Regions from separate parts of the Sus scrofa genome. Here region 2 is linked to region 1. Evidence: chromatin contacts called from public Hi-C data. All regions are on one chromosome and are shown on one strand. Each heading gives the region's core, a stretch centred on a gene start, on an enhancer-like site or on the middle of the called end of the contact. The rest is flanking DNA. Distances are from core to core; before and after follow the strand shown. Region 1 has its middle 30 kb from the start of TRNAV-UAC. Region 2 overlaps LOC100524475 (transducin-like enhancer protein 1).

Region 1 (6,460 bases), core at 2,432-4,931:
CCAAGGGTGAGATTTTGAAACAACTCTTTGATGCTTGTTTGGTAAGTTTGAGTAAGCTGAAGGTAGGTCAAAAGAATCTTGTGCAAATTACTTAAATTGGAGATGTTGCAGGTACCTGGCAAATAACCTAAGTTTCAGTGCCATCTAGTAAATCCAACTTTTAACCATTTAATATGCATCAGTAGTTACCTTTTTTTCCTATGGGATCCTGCAAAGCAGACTAGATAGTTTATCATAGTAGTGCTCAGCCTTAACTTGATAATCACTTGGGAACTTTAACAAGTACTCAGGCTTGGGTCCACCCCAGAGATTCTGACTTAATTGGGTCTGAGTCAGGTCTGAGCATTCCTGTAAGAGATCCTGAGGTGATTCTAAACCAAGGCCAAATTTGAGAACCCCTGGTTTATTTAGATGTGAAGTTAGCAACATACAGATTTGCCAGAGTTTGAAATCTTTCCTTTAATTTCCTGCCTGTACACTTCTGGACCTTTGGAGAAGACAGTGCACAGCAGGGAAGGGAGGTACCTTCTGTTTGCCAAATTTGGGGAAAACAAAGGCCTCTCATTTCAAGTACTTTTCAGATAGCATGTGGGCTCTCTTCAATACACAGCTCTGCTTTCAGCAAAATTGTTAATTATAGATCATAATAAGCTGTTAGGAGCAAAACACACACATAATTTGAAAGTGAAATGAGGCACAGTACATAGATAAAGCAATTGTTTGTTTAAGAGGTGATTAGCAGCAGCAAAACAAGCAAACTGATACTTGAACCTGAAAGAAATTACACCCATTTGGAACTGTTGGATTCTTCGGTTATTTGGGCACCGCAGCCTAATGTAAAGGTATGAGTCAGTTGCTGTCAGCTTTCCTCTTTTCTGTGTGTGATAGGGAAGATACAGTCTATGCCATCTTAGAACTAAGATGATATTAAAAGAATAGCCTGTCAGAAGGAATAAGGAAAGGGAGGTGTCTCGGTTTCTCAAAGGAGCACAACTGAGATTTAAATTGTTCTGAGCTATGATAAATTATAAGGCTTTAAAACCACTGTAATCACTGAATGAACAAAACAGTTGCCTTGGGTAATTATGCCTTTTGGTCTCCTTCACTTTCAAGTAATTTTCCCCTTGTAATGTTACACTCTGGCACTGTGTGCTGTGTCAAAGAGTGTTAATCTCAGTGTAAAATGCTGGGTTGTCTTGAAGAGTAATGAGCCCAGAAATATTCACAATTCAGACCAAGTTAGATGAAAACACCATTAGCACTTGAACATGACATTTGGTGACAACAGCTTCCAAGTCCCAACTCACCTGGGGTAAGGTGGGGTGGGGACCACCCACTAATTTCACAGAAGAGTTTTCCTTGTGTGAGTAATCTTGGGGACTCAGCTTCATCCTGGAAATTCCCAGGATGGTAGCTTTATGTGGAATAGATGCCAGTTAATGAATAAGGGCACACAGCTGAGGAATAAATAACCATGTTATTAGGGTAGATTGCAAGCACTCAAGACGGGAGGTTTAATAAGCAACTGAGGTTAATAGGAAATCCTTAGCTTTTTGTCGCCTGATAATGCATTTGAATTGTGCAGTCTGTGCTTGCTAAAATTGAGGAAGGGCCTAATTGGTACTTAGCAGAATCACCATGGTTCAGAGCCCAGTTCCAGTCCCACGCACACTGTCTGATGCCAAGGTTGGCAGCAGAATGTGGGGCTGCTCAGTGTGCTCATCTGCTATTGTTGTCTTTGGAAAGTTCCAGTAAGAAAGCTTATTATCTTGGTCTTGAGTGAGAAGATGGAGGCAACAGTCAGTCTTGGTGCCACTGCATTTTCAGGTCACCTGGCTATCTGGGTTAACATTCCAGTCCATTTAGGGCAGAACCTGTACCTTCTGGTTTCTTGGAGACACCAAGTCCATGTGATCAGTGCCTAAGAAGAGCTAACACATACTGAGCAATTACCTCATGCCCGAATCATTCTATGCATATTGCCTGTGTCACCTTTTTTAACTCTGACAAGTTAAAAGCACTTTCATTGTCTCCATTTATAAAAGAGGAAAAGGAGACAGGGCTCAGTTGCCAAAGGACCAAAGAATGGAGCTGGACTGGAACCGGGCAATCCGACTCCAGAACACTCAGAATGAACTGCAAGTTATGTGTCTTCAAAGACACAAACTCTTCTTCCCTCCCTGCCTCACCTGCCTCACCCCAGCTCTCAGCTTCTCACAACCCCAGGACTGAGGTAGATGACCAGTCCTGGGCCAGCCTCTTGTCTTGGTCTGGAAGAGGCTCCAAAATCCTTTTTCAGAAAGTTAGTCTTTATCTGACATTGTGCCTTTGTATAGTTTGATTCATACATTGCTGGATTTATGGACTTGGTCTGGAGCAGAAACTTAGGGGAAACCCTGTAGATGGCATGCCTTGTGACTTCCCTAGATGAGGTCAATGCATCCTCGCAGAGAACCCCTTGGAGCCTCCTGCTAGTTGTAAACAATACAGCAGACCAGGGGATTTACAATTCCAGCGAGATAGCAGCTGGACCTGCACATGTATAGCCCAGTAGCAGGGAGACCAAAGTCAAGTTCTGATAGGGTGCTGGAGTACTAGAGAGACCAACAATCCTATAAATGTAATTGGTCTTTCAAATTGTTGTGGCAATGCACGTAGGAGCCTTCATGTTTTATGCACCGCCTAACTGGCCAATTCAGGAATGCATGCATAATGGCCCTCTTTGACATTGATAATCTAGGTCATTTATTTTGAAGCAAACCTTCGAGTCATGCTCCTTGATGCAGACTGTTGAGACTGCTTCACATGGGGAGCAGGTCTCAGCCTCAATGTGCAATGGCCTGGTTTGCCGGCACGACCAGCTCTTGCCTCCCATTTACCATTATGGACTCTCAAAATATCTCTCCTTTCAGCTTCCTTCTGCAGCTTGTTTTGATTTACTTCTGCTTCCTCCCACTTCCTCCTGTTATAATGAGTCTCTCTGGGTGAGAGATGGTGACATCTCAGGGCTTCTTGGAGCAGGAGAAAAAACTGTCGGTCTGTCCACAGAGGATCCATGACACTGACATTTATCTGTGGCCGTGTGGCCCATAAACAAAGCAGATCTGTCGGCTCTCCCTCCCTCTGTGGCTTTTGGGCCTAGTGCGTGTGCATTTCCCACGATAGTTACAGGAGACACCAAAACTTGTCTTCATTATGGCTCTGACTCATACCCAATTAATGTGTCAAGAAGTGAAACATGGTCCCCGGCCCAGCTGCCTTTTGAAAGCAGTCCCAGCCTGTTCAGTGCAGTAACGAATGGTGCTCCAGAGAGGGCAGCTCAGGATCTGTTCTGCCAGCCGGAAAGCTGGGGGGAGGGGTTCTGAAAGTCCGTGCTGCAGTGTCACGCTCAGTTTTGGGATTGAACGTACTTGATCTCAAACTGAGTGAGAGGAGGTGGCAGGGAGAGCGAAGGGAAGTGAAAGTTCTCTGCTTCCTCTGGCTCTGAGAGAGGTTGCTTGTCTTAGATTTCTCAAGTGTAAGGCAGGTCAACCTGTCACCTCGAGTCTGCGCTTCTTTAGGGAGAATCTGCCTGTTCACATCGACAAGACATCATCTTCCCCTCTGGGCCTGCACATGGTGTTTGTCATGTACTTTTCCTTGTGGCTGTTGGTGTGTGTGGGAGAGGCCAGCACCACATGATCATTTTCCAACCTCCGGTTCTAGAGACTATTTCGTAAATTGAGATGTGCTGACTTTGGGAACTGAATTGCTAGGAAAGCTCTCCGGTGACCAGGGTATACTGTTCCTTCAAACACCTCAAGGAACAAACAATTAGTACTCTAGGCTTCCCGTGGCTGAGTAGTAATGCGTCTTCTTTCTAGGAAGACATTACTTCTTTCTGAAGAAATCAGACTTCTTTACAATCAAATACGGAGCCTCCCTTTCATAAACTAATGAGAGCTGCCATTGGGCACCCAGAGACGTGGTGAGAGGGCTCTGTTTGTATTGTCCCCCATCTCACAAGCCGGCCAGTGGAGAAACTAACTCCTTTCTCAGCTGAGCTCTGTTCATTTTCAGGAAGGTGCAGAGAGAGGACCATGGCTGGGCTTCACCTGGGAAAGGAGGGGGAGCTGGGGCCTGTATTAAAAACCCAGCTCTTCTTACTACTTTCTCACCTGCTGCAAGTCACTGCTGGATTCCTAATATCCAGGTGGCCTGAACCTTATTTCATGTTCCAGGAGAGAAGTGGGGATCTCCAGGAGGTGCGTCTCCAGGGAGAGGTCAGAGGAAGAGAGTGACCCCGGGTGGAATCACCCAGACACCTGCAACCTCACAGGTCTCCTCAGGGCCTCCTTCTGGAGGGGACTGACCCAGCTCTGATGACAGCCTGTGGTGAAGGGAGGCAGCTGAACACCCCGCCTCCGCCTTTCCCTAGAGATCCCTTTCTTCCGTTGCAGCCAATGCTGCTCAGTTGAGAGCTCAGGAAACAAACAGCCTTTGTTGCTTAAACTGAATCATTCCATGCTGATGGTCCCAGCGGTCCTGCTGTTAACAATACTTCCTCCTCCTCCTCCTCTTCCTGCTCCTCCTCCCCTTGCTTTTCTTCCCCTGCCCCTCCCCCACCTCCTCCTCTTTCTCTGCTCCTCCCACCCCCGCCATGATTCTTATCATTACACTCCTGAAACACGACAACCTATAGAATCTTGCCAAAGTGAGAGGCCTCAGGGAGGTAGTACTAAAACTAAAACAAGAGCCAAACTCATTTGGAAAGGTTTGGGTTTCATGGGAATGGTAGGTGCAGTGAGAAGGAGAGAAGGGGGAGCGGCCAGCTGATGGGCTCCCATGATGGCTGCCCAGGGGCCATAAACTGGATCAGTAATGGTTCCCTATTTTAGATTGTGGATATCTCTGAAATCTGAGGAGCTTGCACAGCAATACAAGGCTTGGCTCTTGGGTTTTTCTGAACACTTAGTCCCGGGCTAATGCTCTAAACACTTGTGACTTCCCACTTTGGCTTTTTCTCTCTTAGTTAGAAGCCTGGTGGACACAGTCCTTAGGTGATATGCCCGTGACATTTATTGGCTTCTCTGGGACACTTTTGAGAGTAACAGAGGTGCTGTTGGTAACTACACTGGGACAACATACATTATCTGAGATGGTCCAGCAAACCGTGCTATGGTGTTACTCACTCTTGCCATGGGGTTTACATGGTAGAAAGATCCAGGACTGGGGAAGTGGGTTTTGCCATTAGAATTTCTGGGTGACTGTCTGTTTACCCTATAGGGAAAAAAAAAAATCAAGAACTGGACTAAGTGTTTATTGTTTCTCTGTGTACTTTTTTTTTTTTTTTTTTTTTGCTTTTAGTGCTATACCCAAAACACATAGAAATTCCCAGGCTAGGGTTGAAGTGGAGCTGCAGCTGCTGGCCTATGCCACAACCATGGCAATGCTGGATCTGAGCTGCATCTTTGACCTACACGCAGCTCATGGCAATGCAAGTCACTGATCCCACTGATCGAAGCCAGGGATTGAACCCTCATCCTCATGGATACTAGTCAGATTTATTTCTGCTGCACACATGGGAGCTCCCTATGTGCTTGTGTTTTGAATCCTTTTATCATTTACATGAATGGGGGAAAAGTATTTCAGGTGACATATTTTGCCTCCTACTGGTTGATTAAATCAATGCATCTGCTCAAATTTCTAGATAAAAGTGCTGAGACTTGTGAGAATAATATAGTGCAAAGAACTGAGAATAATATAGTGCAAAGAATATATGAGTTTTTCTCCTTTTCTGAAAGAAGGGGGTAGTACTCATCAAACAGCTCCTCCTTGTTCCAAGTAACTTACCATGGTGTTGATTACTCATTATTCAGGGAGCACCCGCAGTGACTCAGGGCTTCTGTAGGAGGGGAGCTCTGGTCTCAGGGGCCTAGCCTCAATGACCTAGAAAAAACAAGCCTGCATTTAAAAATACACTAGCTGGGAAGGTACTGAGATCCCAGGGTTCCTCGACAAGGCCGGGCGTAGGCATAATTGGGGGAAATTTTAGCATCAGGGTTTCACTATTCACCTTGTACATCTCAAATAAGTGGGAACCCACAAACCTTAAAGACAGTGATTGTCTCCTGGGTAGGTGAGAATGAGTTCAGGGCACAGAGCCCTGGCCCTTGAGGCAGGCTTGTTTGCAGTTGTTCTGGCTTCATCATTGATTTTCAGGGTGTCCATAGGCAGATCCTTTTTACTTCTTGCAAAAATTTTATTTTCTCCTCTTCTTCACACTGAATGATAACTGAGAAAAGAACATTGTAAATGGCTTTGTCATTCTTCACTTTGAAGTTAAAGGGTGCACTGGAAAGCTGGCAGTGGGATGTGGGGGAAGCAGTGGGCTCTATGTTGATATTGGTGTTGGGAGGGCACAGATTCTGATCACTGGCCCTCATTCAGTTTGGAGGAACTTGTTTGGTCTTTTTGTGCT
Region 2 (6,460 bases), core at 1,737-4,236, 280 kb before region 1:
CTCTGTAAATCCTTCCAGCCTCCCTTTGTGTGGATATTAATTATTCCTCCTTGCAAAGGAAAAACCAGGCTAGAAGGTTAGGCACCTGCTGGATAGGGGTGTTATCACGATTGAGTGACTGATGTGTCCTGCTCAGGGACAGCTGTTCTTGGAAATCTGTTATCTGACTCTATCATTGATCCCTTTAAAACTGTACCCCGTTGTCGGAATTCTAGGCCATGTTTCCATCTTGTTTTTCCAAGCCCAGTTTCCTTCCTTCCTGCGTCTGAACTGTTCACTTTTCACTATTTCCTCTCAATGACAGGGTTTTTAAATTTGTTTCCTTCTAAGATCAGAAGCATTTATTTCAGCTCAAAAGGAAACTTTTTTTTTTTTTTCTTTTTTTAAGCCCCTATTGGCAGCCTCTGTTGTCTAAGGAATCTAGAGGAATTAAGATGCCTTATTTAAGCCAAACAGGAAAATGTGCCCTTGGAAGGCAACAGCCTTAAGTAGTTAATACAACCACCAGTGAGAATAGCCTTGGGTTGAGTTTTTTTGTTTAAGAGGATGGATGAACAACAAAGACCAACAAAGAGGATTTGGTTCCTTTTATTCCGAGTTTTGGCAGAATAAAGGATAGGAGATGTGTTTCCAATTTTTTTCTTTTTAATGTAATGTGGCAAATCTAACTTTGAATTTGAAGAGAGATTTTTGTTATCCTTAGGGGGGAAAAACAAAAAAGCTGTTTTTGCTGTGTTTGGTAAGAAAAAACAATCGCACACCTTGATGACCTGTGCATACATACAGGTTTCTTTGGCTATGAAAACTTGTGAAGTGGGGGCAAAGTTTGGATAGTTGGGTTGCAGTATTCTCTGTGTGCTCCATGGGCTTGAGATTTCTGTGGCCTCTCGATTCACAGCTGCTGCTTATGTGCTAATAGTTGAGGAAACAGGGGAAAAAAAAAAACCTTACAGGAGGGAAGAAAGCAGAGCCCTTTGGGATTGGATGTACAGGGTTTAGGCAGTTGACTCATTGCCAAGCACGATGCAGTAGCAACTTTTCTGTAAGTATTTGGGATGAAAGAGGGCACAGCTCTGACAAATGGTGCCAGTACCTGCTCCCACAGTTGCTTAGAAGCTCTGCCACCTGCTGACATCAGTGTGCAGAGAAGCTCCACGTTGCTGCCTCTTTGTGTTTAGCTTGGGAAGTGGTCCTGAAGTCTTCTGAGTGTCTGTAGGCGAAGCACGAGGTTCCTGACAACTCCCTCTGCCTGCCAGTTGGCCAGGGTTCTGGAGCCTTTTCCATTTGTAAGCCGGCTGGCTCTCTTACAGTGCCTGGGCCCTGAGCTCCCAAGGAGCCAAATCTCCTTGCACAGCTACTGAGAAGGTTGGAAGTGGACTCCTGAAATGTGTCCAACTTCTGTACTTTTTAGCTGACCAAAGGCCAAAATCATACCACTAACTCAAGAGTGGAACTGCTGACTTGTGAATCTTTTAAGAACTCTGTATTCCATAATTGACTACGCTGGATGCTGTGATATTCATGAATTAAGTGAAATATAAGGGGATGTCACATTTTAGCTGTGCATTTCTTCAAGGGAATAGTGATTTTTGAACTGGTTGTGAAATATGTATTCATTCTTATTTCTTACAATGAATCAGATGTGGTTTACCCATCTTAAAGAGCTGCAAACAGGTGTTGGTATGTCGTCGTCATCTTGTGTAGCCATTGGTGTGGTCATGTTAAATACCTAAAGGTCAAAGTCACAAGGTCAAATACCCCCCAAAAGCTGTGATTTTTATTTTATTATTATTTTTTTCTGATTAGCATGTGGAATTACTCTTGTCAGTTTCCCTCAAAGTAATGAAATTGCTCAAGGTTTATATGGAATGAGTAACAATTGTTGCTTCACATATTAAAATAGTATGAAAGGGAGGGGGCTTTTTGAGTAGACTTTGCACTGTGAGAGTATTGGTATTGACACCACTTACAATTTGGAGTATAGTTTGAAGACCAGATTCTACTGTGTGTTGCATCTTGGCTAATATGGCTGTAAAGAGGAGATGAATGTGGCTACTTTTCCAAGTCTATTACTCAGGAGGACTGTAAATTTGATTGGCTGTTACAATTCTAGCAGAATCATTCGATTTGAGAGCAATAGAAAGATAAGATATCCAATTACCCAAATGATTTGCAGGGTTAGCCAACGTTGTCATGGAGACACGAGTTGGAACAAATTAAATTTTAAGCAATAAAATAATCTTAAAGCCCGTCTGGGAACAAGAAAATTTGGCAGTGGCACTTACCTGAATTGAATCTTAGCTTGACACGATGTTGTTTGACATTGATATACTGTGGGGGCCTAAACTTATATAGGGCACAGCATTACCTTCAAAAAGGAGCTTGTCCTAACCGGTAAAGGGGAGTATTAGTATAAAGTCAAGATATTAACATTTGTTCCATAACCTAAATGAGGATTAGGCTCTGGCTTCCTAGGAATATTTTGTTTTTAAGGATTGAAATGCCTTAATCATGATTAAGCAGCATTAATTGGACACTTGGAAAAAAAGAGACTTGTTTCAGCAGCACGCAGTTTTTGTAATGGCTGTTCCCCTTTGTGTGTGTGTTAGCAGACGTAATAGAAATTGTGTGGATATCTTTTGGTGGGGAGTGGAGGTGTAAGCATGCATATATTTGCATGTACAAATAAGGAGATTTTTGGCACATGCCCCTGCACTGCAGATGATTCTCCATATTCGTTAAAATTTCTACTTTGCAGTACTGCTTGCAGACTGGAAAATTGCTTTCCAAACTTGAGCTGATGACCTAAAACCTGAATAAGTGTCAGACTGGGGCTTAGAAGGTTATTTCCCCTTATTAATGTATTGTTTAACTGGTTCCTGGCTTGTGCCTCGGATTTGAAAACAGCCGAGTAGCCCAGAAGGAGGGAGGCTTTTTATCCACATGTCTATTAGACAGATGGAGATGGAAATTGGTCTGAGGTCAAGCCATTTGCAGCGTTCTCACAGCCTTCGATTTTCCTCTCATCCTCACCGCAGATCATCTCAAATGATTCAGTAATGACCAAAAGTGCAACATTGACCTTTATTCCCTGGTGGATTACTGTGTTTCACAGTCCAAATGGCAGGAAGTCTATTCTGTTCTTCCAGAAGGAGCCTGGCTTTATTGAGCCAGCCCAGCCCTGTGGGAACCATGCGAATGCAGACCAGTGTAACACAATACGTGGGTTAAATTTGGTTGCTTGTGCTCTGGGAAACAAGAATTGACATGTCCTGAACCCACATAATTAATGGAAGAATATCTAGGATGCTTTCTAAAAACACACACAAGCACATAAATTGATTTGTCCACTTGTAATAACTGGTGAATGATAGGAGTGGTAACTTGTGGTGGCCCCTGGTTTATAAACGATTCTCACTTCCATGACCTAGTGTCTTTATCCCTTCTTGTTTAACGCTTCCCCAGTATATCTTAGATAGCACACTGTAACGTATCTTTTCTAAACTACAAGTTGAGGAGTTGCCACTGTGGTGCAGTGGGTTAACAATCCAACTGCAGCGGCTCAGGAGGTGTGAGTTCATTTCCCAGCCTGGCACAGTGGGTTAAAGGATCTAGTGTAGATCTTAGCTATGACTCCGATTTAGTCCCTGGCCTAGGAACTTCCCCATATGCTGCTTATGTGGCCATAAAAAAAAATAAAATAACAAGTTGATATGACTGGGCATAGGGGACTTTTCTTTAAATACTTTAGGTTATATATATTTGTGGTCAATCCATGTACCCTTGAATAAATTATCCTAACAAAGCACACTTTTTCCCTGAAAATAGCTTGATTGTTATCTTGGAGAAATGGTGATTATTTTCCTCTTGCTCAGATTTCTCTGTGTATTGTATTGTGATGTGATGATCAGGTGTGTGTGTGTGTTTAAGAAATAATTTGTATTTAAAACGATATTTCTGTTTGCCTCCACCTGCATAGCTGAGCTAATATTCTGTGACTCTTTAATGCACTAGTGAAGTCTAGGATCCTTGCACTTACCATCTTGTAAATACTTAAAAACTTTTCCAAAGAGGCATGCTTTGTAAATTTTCACCAGCCTCCCAGATTTCATTTAAATCATGATCTAAGGTGCTTTTGAGATTAAAAACTCTTTTCTTGACTTTTGACCTCACTGCACACAAGTTTTTTTTCTATCCCAGTGTCTCCCAGTCTTTGATGCCCTGCTGGCACTTGCTGGGTTCACTGTTCCTGAGGCCGAGTCTGAACTCCAGCTTACAGGAGAGCCTCCTCCCTTCACATTCATCTTCTGGCCGCTCTGGGAGTAAATTGCATTCTGGAGCTTCGCAGCTTTCTTGGCACATGATGTTGATTGAAAAGAATCCCAGGTTTCAACTGTGAATGCCAGGAACTTTGTCTTCCTTCCCAAAGGACTACCTCTCTAGCATCTTGGCCTGTGAGGAGGAAGGCCCAGAGATGGGGCTTTCCAACTATGGCTGAGTTTGGAGCTCACATAGTACACGCGCTCTCACACACACACACACACACACACATATCTTTCTAACTTGAGGCCATTCTGCTGGTATGTCACATGGCTTTGATGGCACCGGCCTCTTGATGGAGTACTGCTTTCCCTAAGAAGTTGCTTAGAAGAACAGTGGCAGCCGTCATGCATGTGTGGGGGTCATCAGCTGTAGCATGCTTTAAAATCAGGGAACCACTGTCCCATGGTCAACATTTCCTTTCCACTGTCTAGATTGGCTAAAGATCCAATCTGTTAAGGACACATTCATACCCAAACTGCTATCCGGTGATCTCCATCCACACAAGATGTAGGCAGGGGAATGATGAGAAATGCTAAAGCTGATGATAAATGGTGTGTCATAGTTGTGTGCACTGGACGTTTGCCTTGTCCTGATGGAATACAGGGTCATGGAATGTAGACCACTGGGAGTCAGTACCATCCAAAAGCAGATTACCACACAGGCCTAACCGGTTGCGATGATGAAAAAGAAAGGGTTTAAGTGTTACTGCAAGGAAGATGACATTCCACGTTTTTTGTTCTTTTTTTTTTTTTGTCTTTTTGCCATTTCTTGGGCCACTCCCGCAGCACATGGAGGTTCCCAGGCTAGGGGTCTAATCGGAGCTGTAGTTGCCAGCCTAAGCCAGAGCCACAGCAACGCGGGATCCGAGCTGCGTCTGCGACCTATACCACAGCTCACAGCAACGCCGGATCCTTAACCGGCATTGAGCAAGGGCAGGTATCGAACCCTCATGGTTCCTAGTCGGATTCATTAACCACTGTGCCACGACAGGAACTCCCATTCCACATTTTGAGTAAAGACCATACTCATAAACTGGGTTTTCAGAGGCAACTTGATTTTTGCATATTCCTGTGCAGTCTTTGACTTCACAGGCATGTATTATTTTCAGAATTGCAATTTTAGCCTTCATGCCATAGTGATGTAGCCAGCTCTTCCTCCCACCGATCCTGCTATTGTATGGTATTATCTAATTTCTCTCGTGAGCTTCCTAATGACTAAGACCTGTGAAGAGGGTGAAAGGTGTAGGCTGGCTCTCTTTCCATTCCCAGGGCAATAGGCGTTGACTTCGTGGTAGTGTTCTGTGATTCACCCTGCGGGTGTTCGTCCTGAAACCCTTCTTGGGGCGCACCAGAGTGCATTTTCCTTTGATGCTACAAAATGCTGTCTTTTTCCATCATGGGACAAGCCGAGATGATTTCCTGTGAACAGCACTTTCTGAACTCCATAACAAGGGTTTCTGAATAATGGAAATGTGCTGTTTAGGCACTGAGACAGCTGCAAAGCTTTTGTCAAGGATGCATCTTTACCAAAATGACAAATTAAAGCCCAAATGCTCTGCTTGGCAACAGTTGGGTCAAAACATTTAAGTCATTAATTAGAAGGAACTGAAGGGGGAAGAATTTACACAAATACACAGTGTTGCAGACTCAACTTCATCTTGGAAAATGCAACTGAATTCTTTAAAAAAAAGCGGGGGAGGGCAGTTCTCAAGTGGGGCCTGCCAAGCTTGTCATTTGCAAATAAATCAGAAGGCCTTCATTGCAGGAAGGGGAACCAGTGAATAGAGTTGCTTTGTCATTCTTTGATGGGCCCCACACTCAAGCCTGCTATTAAAAATGAATGCATTCAAGAGGCTCTGCATTAAGAACATAAACAATTAAGGGCACTTGAGTTGCTCTGCTGAGAGCTGCCTCGAAGATCCGAGAGCTTTCTCCGGAGACGCAGGCCCTGCAATCTGCCTCGCAAGGAGCCAGAGAATGGGAGCAATTAGTGTTGCTATCTCCGCCCCAGCAGCCTTCAGCAGGTTTTGATTTCCCTTTATTTTAACCCCTCCTTGTTTTGAGAGAAGCTGCAAAGGTGAAGGGTGAGCCGTGGAAGGAGAGAGTGGGCACCCAGTGGGAAAGGGCTAGGGTTTAGG

The links. Hi-C and Micro-C count contacts between places; a contact is called where the count stands out from the background.
Region 2: a Hi-C map of skeletal muscle shows a contact between it and region 1, with 4 times the contacts expected there. The contact joins two enhancer-like sites. A contact is called at or near these places in 2 of 47 Hi-C or Micro-C datasets (embryonic fibroblasts and skeletal muscle).

The regions. Positions count from the first base shown.
Region 1 is chr1:234,065,757-234,072,216 of Sscrofa11.1, reverse strand. No RefSeq gene overlaps it. Among named protein-coding and RNA genes, the nearest start is that of TRNAV-UAC, 30 kb to the left of the region's middle. Within about 2 kb of position 3,681, at least 20 of the 83 cell types and tissues checked have an H3K27ac peak or open chromatin away from gene starts, as enhancers often do. A contact at or near this core is called in skeletal muscle, where this site is marked.
Region 2 is chr1:234,349,492-234,355,951 of Sscrofa11.1, reverse strand. The region is part of intron 4 of LOC100524475 (transducin-like enhancer protein 1); the gene reads left to right. Among named protein-coding and RNA genes, the nearest start is that of SPATA31D1, 18 kb to the left of the region's middle. Within about 2 kb of position 2,986, at least 8 of the 83 cell types and tissues checked have an H3K27ac peak or open chromatin away from gene starts, as enhancers often do. A contact at or near this core is called in skeletal muscle, where this site is marked.